Linked DNA regions of Danio rerio: region 2 is linked to region 1. Evidence: chromatin contacts called from public Hi-C data. All regions are on one chromosome and are shown on one strand. The core of a region is the stretch at or near the end of the contact, and the rest is flanking DNA. Distances in the headings are between cores, read along the strand shown.

The links. A called contact is a pair of places that touch in the nucleus more often than the background predicts.
Region 2: a contact with region 1 is called in a Hi-C map of hematopoietic stem cells, with 4 times the contacts expected there. The contact joins the enhancer-like site here to the promoter of slc30a7 in region 1. A contact is called at or near these places in 7 of 18 Hi-C or Micro-C datasets (caudal fin, embryo, fibroblasts and 3 more) and 1 of 4 datasets of contacts at active chromatin or transcription factors (caudal fin).

Annotation. Positions count from the first base shown.
Region 1 is chr22:15,866,691-15,869,928 of GRCz12tu, forward strand. slc30a7 (solute carrier family 30 member 7) reads right to left here and starts at 1,554. Exons shown (of 11, transcript NM_001100086.1): 1 at 1,328-1,554; 2 at 742-843. The coding sequence starts at 1,407.
Region 2 is chr22:15,927,985-15,931,217 of GRCz12tu, forward strand. It overlaps cdc14ab (cell division cycle 14Ab), which reads right to left. Exons shown (of 15, transcript NM_001128538.1): 10 at 1,998-2,136; 11 at 1,266-1,419. Among named protein-coding and RNA genes, the nearest start is that of gpr88, 30 kb to the left of the region's middle. Within about 2 kb of position 1,592, at least 4 of the 62 cell types and tissues checked have an H3K27ac peak or open chromatin away from gene starts, as enhancers often do.

The DNA of each region.
Region 1 (3,238 bases), core at 304-2,803:
ATTATTTTGCAGCAGAATTACAATTACTTTGTATAGTTTTTATTTTACATTCCTAGGTGATACAAAACACAGACGTTTCGGCACAATGCCATCCTCAGTGTGATTGTGGATTGTATCTTTATCAAAGACTTACAACTGAATATTATCCATGTATTAGTTAACAAGGATCGTTTTTAAAACCAACATTATTGCTATGGGCGATTGTTACTAAAATATTAATACAGTGCTAATATTAAGAAATAATTTCTGATTATTAATCAAGTTATTATTAACTGACTCAATGAGTGGCATTTTTGCACAATATTATAAAAAATAAAATAAATGAAAGTGTGTTAAAATGTATGTAATAAAAGAACATATTATTGATCAGATTAGTGACTTTTTGTTGTTGTTATTTTAATAATAACACAACTGAGTTTCACCTCTTATTCCAGGAACCATGTCAGCAAATATTTATATAAGTAAACACTTTCAATTACTTTCAATCTAAACAAGAGCATCATAATCATCATCATCAGAGGCAGGATGTTTTGTCCACACAGCCTCCACAACAACTTTTGTGACACGTCAAGCAATTTATAAATCATCAACCTCACCTCATGGACACTCATGATGACAAACTATAATCACAAACCCAATCAAAACACCCAAACAGAAGAAATAGAGCAAGCTCAAAACAAAAGCGCATCCCACATTTAGCTCGACGTGGCATTTCTAGTGTTTGGCCCCTGGTGCTGTTACCTGTTACTCCATATGCCGTACAGCAGCTCCACGAAGGCGAAGGACAGGTTCAAACACAAGAAGAAAAACAGATTCCGAGACGTTTTATCGGCAAGAATTGATCTGTTGAAGCAAACAAAAACAAAAAAGCGAAAGTGACTTCATTTAAAAAGTGGCCTGACCAGACAGACGAGGTCTGGAAACACAACTAACAAACACACTGCTGTAATGTATTCAAATATAACGCTTCAGAAATATGACATGTGCTCCAAATAAGCTATTATTAGCCAAAATTAATCGTGGAATGAATTAAAATCTGTTGTGACTAACTTAGTTAAAATAAAATTATTATAGCTTATGTGAAATTTTTAGTTCTTCCGGCTAACAGCTGGTTAGCCAAAAATAAGCGTTGTTTTTGGTGTAGATGAAACATTTATGTATTACATTTATTACATTTATATTTCAATCATATTAATAATGTTTTTAATCCGATTTTTAATCCGAAATAAAGTCTCGCGAGTTTATTAGCATGCTAACAGCATTAGCCACGCAAACCGACAGCTGTGAAGGGAAGTCGGAGGATTATTTGGCAGATAGTTGTCGTTACCTGAACCAGCCCGATAGCTTGACGACCAGGTTGAATTTGGCAGGCTTGTACTCGTCATCTTTGATTGATAACGGGAGCATTTTTCAGTCAAGCGTCTCTCCGGTAGCCGTTGAGCAGCACTGCGGCTTCACGAGCGTCTGGACGCAAGAGAGCGACGAGTCCTGGCGTCGACGTCGCGTGCGTCATGACACTGACCCTAGTGTGTAAGAGTGTGTGTGTTGTAAAATTTGTCATTCATTCATTCATTCATTCATTCATTCATTCATTCATTCATTCATTCACATGTGCATTCATTTGTTTGTTAACAATACTAGCATTTTTATTTCACTAATTCATTCCTTCATTCATTCAGCTATTCAGATATTCATTCATTTGTGTAATTGTTTTGTTTTGTATGTTAAACATACAAACATTTTTTATTTGACTCATTCATAAATTAATTTGTGTAGCCTATTTATTTGTTTTAAAAGATACTAACAATTTTATTTCACTCCATTCATTCATTCAATCATTCAGTTTCATTGATTAATTTGTGTATTTATTTATTTGTTGTTAAAAATACTTAAAATTATCTTATCCATTCTTTCATTCTGTTATTCATTCATTATTAATTTATTAATGTATAAATTTGTTTGTATGTTAAAAATACTAACAATCTTTATTTTACTCCATTTATTCATTAATTAATTCATTCATTTATTTAGCTATTCATTCATTTGGGTATTTGTTTTTTTGTTTTGTTTGTTTGTTTGTTTACATCTTGAGTTATCGATTAATTGAAAATAGGTAATACATTAATTAGCTCATCCATTCTAAAAATATTGACTTTTTTTATTTTCTCAAAGCATTCATTCATTCGTTCGTTCGTTCGTTCGTTCGTTCGTTCGTTCGTTCATTCCAGGTTCATTTATTCATTTTTTCAGCCATGTTAAAAATAATTTAATCCATATATTTGATAATTTATTAATAAATAATAGATATTGCATTCCTTAACCTATTCATGTTAGAAATATTCATTTTATTATTATTTAATTTTAAACTGAGTATATGTTTCATTCATTCATTTATTTATTAATTTTATATATACAGTTGTAAAGTTGAGTAAGTTCAGTATTTAAAAATGATTGATTGTCCATGCAATATTTTATAGTTTACTCAGGGGGAAAAGTTATAAATGTAAGAATTTCAAATCATAATTCATTCATTTTACTTTGGCTTAGTCCCTATATTAATCTGGGGTCGCCACAGCAGAATGAACCACCAACTCATCCAGTATATGTTTTACGCAGCGGATGCCCTTCCAGCTGCAACCCAGCACTGAGAAACATCCATACACACTCATTTACACACATACACTACAGACAACTTAGTTTATTCAATTATAGGCCTATAGGGCATGTTTTTAAACTGTTGGGGGAATCCGGAGCACTTGGAGGAAACCTACGCGAACATGGGGAGAAAATGCAAACTCCACACAGAAATGCCAACAGACCCAGCCGGGACTCAAACCAACAATCTTCTTGCTGTGAGACAACAGTGCTAACCACTGAGCCACTGTGTCACCAACCATAATTCAAATAATCATGATTCAAGTTACTATTATTATTATTATTATTATTATTATAATTTCAGTTATTTATTAATGTTAACAAATTTATTGAATAGCAAGCAATCTTTGTAATATTTGTAACATTAGTTTGAAGAAGTTTATAAATAATCTGTTTTTGTGTACCCCAAAATATTTGTATTTCATATTTTGTATAATCATTTTAAATATACTAAATAAATAATGTTTATTTTTTATATTATAGACTAACAATTATTAATTACATACATGTTAAATTGATCATTATTATAAGAAAATTACTATTATTATATACAGTATGTATGACTGCTCAGTTGAAGCGTTCA
Region 2 (3,233 bases), core at 342-2,841, 61 kb after region 1:
TAGCCACCACCGGAGCTCAGTGATTAGACTTAAGAATTTAACAGTAGCTATGTTTCCATTAAAAAATGCAAATTAACTTCATGCGCAAAACTGGAATTTCGCATACAAGTCGTGCGAACAAAGTAGCGTTTCCATCAAAGTCGTCAAAGAGAACCAAAATCGTCACTTTCTGATTGACTGGTGCCAAATAACAAAAGTAAAAACGGAATTTGCTGCGGTAGGAGAAGCTGCGTGAATCTTTTCTTTATTCAATAAATGACTTGAACCTCAGAAGACAGTATGCCGACAAGTCAGACACGTAGCACAGACACTCTTGACAGTTCTGGAGGTAATTAATAATATAATAACACTAATACTGAAACGGTAAAGGCATTTTAGAATGATCAAAACAACATTTCATGTTTAACAATGTGCTCAACTGCTGATTTGTCTATTCACACACATTTTCATCATCACTTTTTATTAGAACAAAACCACATAGGTTTTTAATTGCGCATACTGGAATTTGTTTATCCTACTTAGGTATGCGCATATGTTTATGCACATTTTCAAAACTTATGCCATCGTAGGATTTCCTTTAAACAATTTTATTTCGTGCATATCCAAAATGCACATAAAATAAGTGAGTGAAAACGTAGCTAACGTTAAATACTTCTGTTCCAAAAAAAAACACAGGTTTACTTCAGAAGACATGCGCTAACCCCTTGGCAGTGTGAGGGTTAGTTTAATGAATGACTTATGCACTTTTGGAAGCTTCAAAATAAAAGCCACCAACCAACACCATTATACATCATAGAAGAGAATGGATTACATTTCAAACTACCCTGACTGTGTAAGTCTGAAAGAAGAAAGTCACACACACCTACGATGGCTTTAAGTTCAATTATGGGATAACGTTAATTTTTGGATGAACTAATCCTTTAAATTCAGAACGATATAGCAAAAGGCATGAAGTATTTTCTTAACTATTTGAATGATATCAGATTAACCAATATATTTTATGATACTTTACATGGTTTTCACAATACTAGATATCAAACAAATATGCTAAAGCAGCTGATCATTTAATAGCTGACATGAATACAATTTAAATATTTAAAAAAATTAGAATTTAACACTGTGAAATGAGCTTAAATGGCTAAAATATTATATAAAATAAAAATTAAATAAATGCCATATAACTATGCAATTAATGATCCCCAATATAAATCACTTTTTATTATATATAAAAAATAAATGAATTGAAATGTCCCTGTAGGCCTCACCTCCTCCATCCGGTCCAAGCTGTGGGATTTAAAGATGGAGGTGCTGATGGAGAGGTTGTCCATACTGGAGATAAGCTGAGGCACTGATCTGTCCTGATACTGCCTCTGCTTGGACCGTAGACTATCACCATGAGCCCAGAGACTGGCCTGCTTCCTGTACAGGTACAAAAAACAACAATTCCCCATCAACGTCCTGAGGATATGGTGTTTCGGACAAACAATTCAGCTGTATGGGAAGAAATCTGCGCTCGGACTGAACTGTCCACTTAATGCCAGATAACAGGCACATTGTGCTCAGCAAGCAGGAACAGAATCTCACACGTCTCACAATGGCCTAAGGAGGAAAATATGCCTGATGATAACATTCATCTATCCCGTGGTGGGCATTCAAAAATCACATTGCGGCATCACGTCAGCACAAAAAAACACACTCGAGAGATTAGCTTGAACTGACCTTCGCATGACCAGTGCTCTGTTTTAACTCACACATGACAATGAACCGCAATCTGCCTATATGCTGCACGAAATTGATAGGCAAAAGCCAAATCAAACTTGCAAGCCTGAATTGGATGACTCAGGCAAAACATGTGTTGACCTTCTAGATCCGCGCTCTTGAAAACCGCTCTCCCAATATACCAAAGTTAGAGCACTTGTCTGCGTTATGTAAAAGTAACACACAATAGAGAAAAAGAAGGTATTGAGCGGCTCAAAGTGGTGCATTGTGGGACTTACTCTTCTAAATAATGCTGCTGGGGTCCAATAATAGAGCCAGGTCTGCAGATGCGGATCCAAGCGATGGCTTCGGCAGATGTGAAACGGTAGTGCTTCATCAGGTAGCAGCCAATTAGAGTGCCTGTCCGGCCTAAACCCGCTGTGATTGGTCGAAAAAAAAAAGTTACACAAATACACAATGCTAATTAGATGTTTGAACATGGTCAAAATCAGGGGTGCCCAATTCAGTTCCTGGAGATCTACCTTCCTGCAGAGTTCATCTGATTCAACACACCTGTCTGTAATTACCAAGTGCCCCTTCAGATCCTAATTAAGCTGCGGTCACAATGCATTTTTTCCCCACAGACTTTCTTTATTTGCACGTGAATGCGTCAGACCGTAAATGCAAGGTTGTACATCAAATTTCATAGTTCGCTATATTGCAACGTTCAAGCTTGGTGAACTCTGACCTGTGAAATCGCATCACTTGAGTGCATGAGACCAATCGAGGATCAAAACATGACCTCTCTGGACAGAAATTTAAAATATAGAGCAATCGCTCGTTTTTTTGAATGTCTACTTATCTAGTTTATTGCCCCTTTCCACAGCGCTACACGACAGAATTTTGCAAGCTTAAACTCTAGTGTGACCGCAGCTTCAGTCAGTTTAGTTGTGCTTGATCAGGGTTGGAGCTTAGCTCTGCAGAAAAGTAGATCTCCAAGAACAGGGATGGGCAGCCCTGGTCTTAAACATTTTAAGCCTGTCCCTTTTTTTTAACCAATTCGGTCACTTTACACCAGAAAATATCTTGAGTGGACAAACTTAAATATTAGTGTTAAATTTAATTGCGTTTCCATCCTATAACATGCAGAGAACACTAAATACAGGTGTAAACTGGGTCTGAACAGGTTTAAGCTTGTCCTTTTTGAATGCTTTAGTCACTTTACACCCGAAAAATAACATGTGCTTTCCTTAATCTTATTGCACACCTTAACATAGCTGTACGCTGGGACTAAACTGGTCTGATTTAACTACTTCGACCTCATTTACACCTGGCATTAAGATGCTTTTTGATCAATCACAAGTAAACACTAAATCTAGGTGTAAACTGGGTCTAAACTGGCCTGATTTAACTACTTTGACCTCATTTACACCGGGTATTAGATGCTTTTTGTTCAATCACAAGAAGTAAAAATTAAATGTAGATGTAAACTGGGTCTAAACTGGTCTGATTTTAACTAATTTGACCTCATTTAC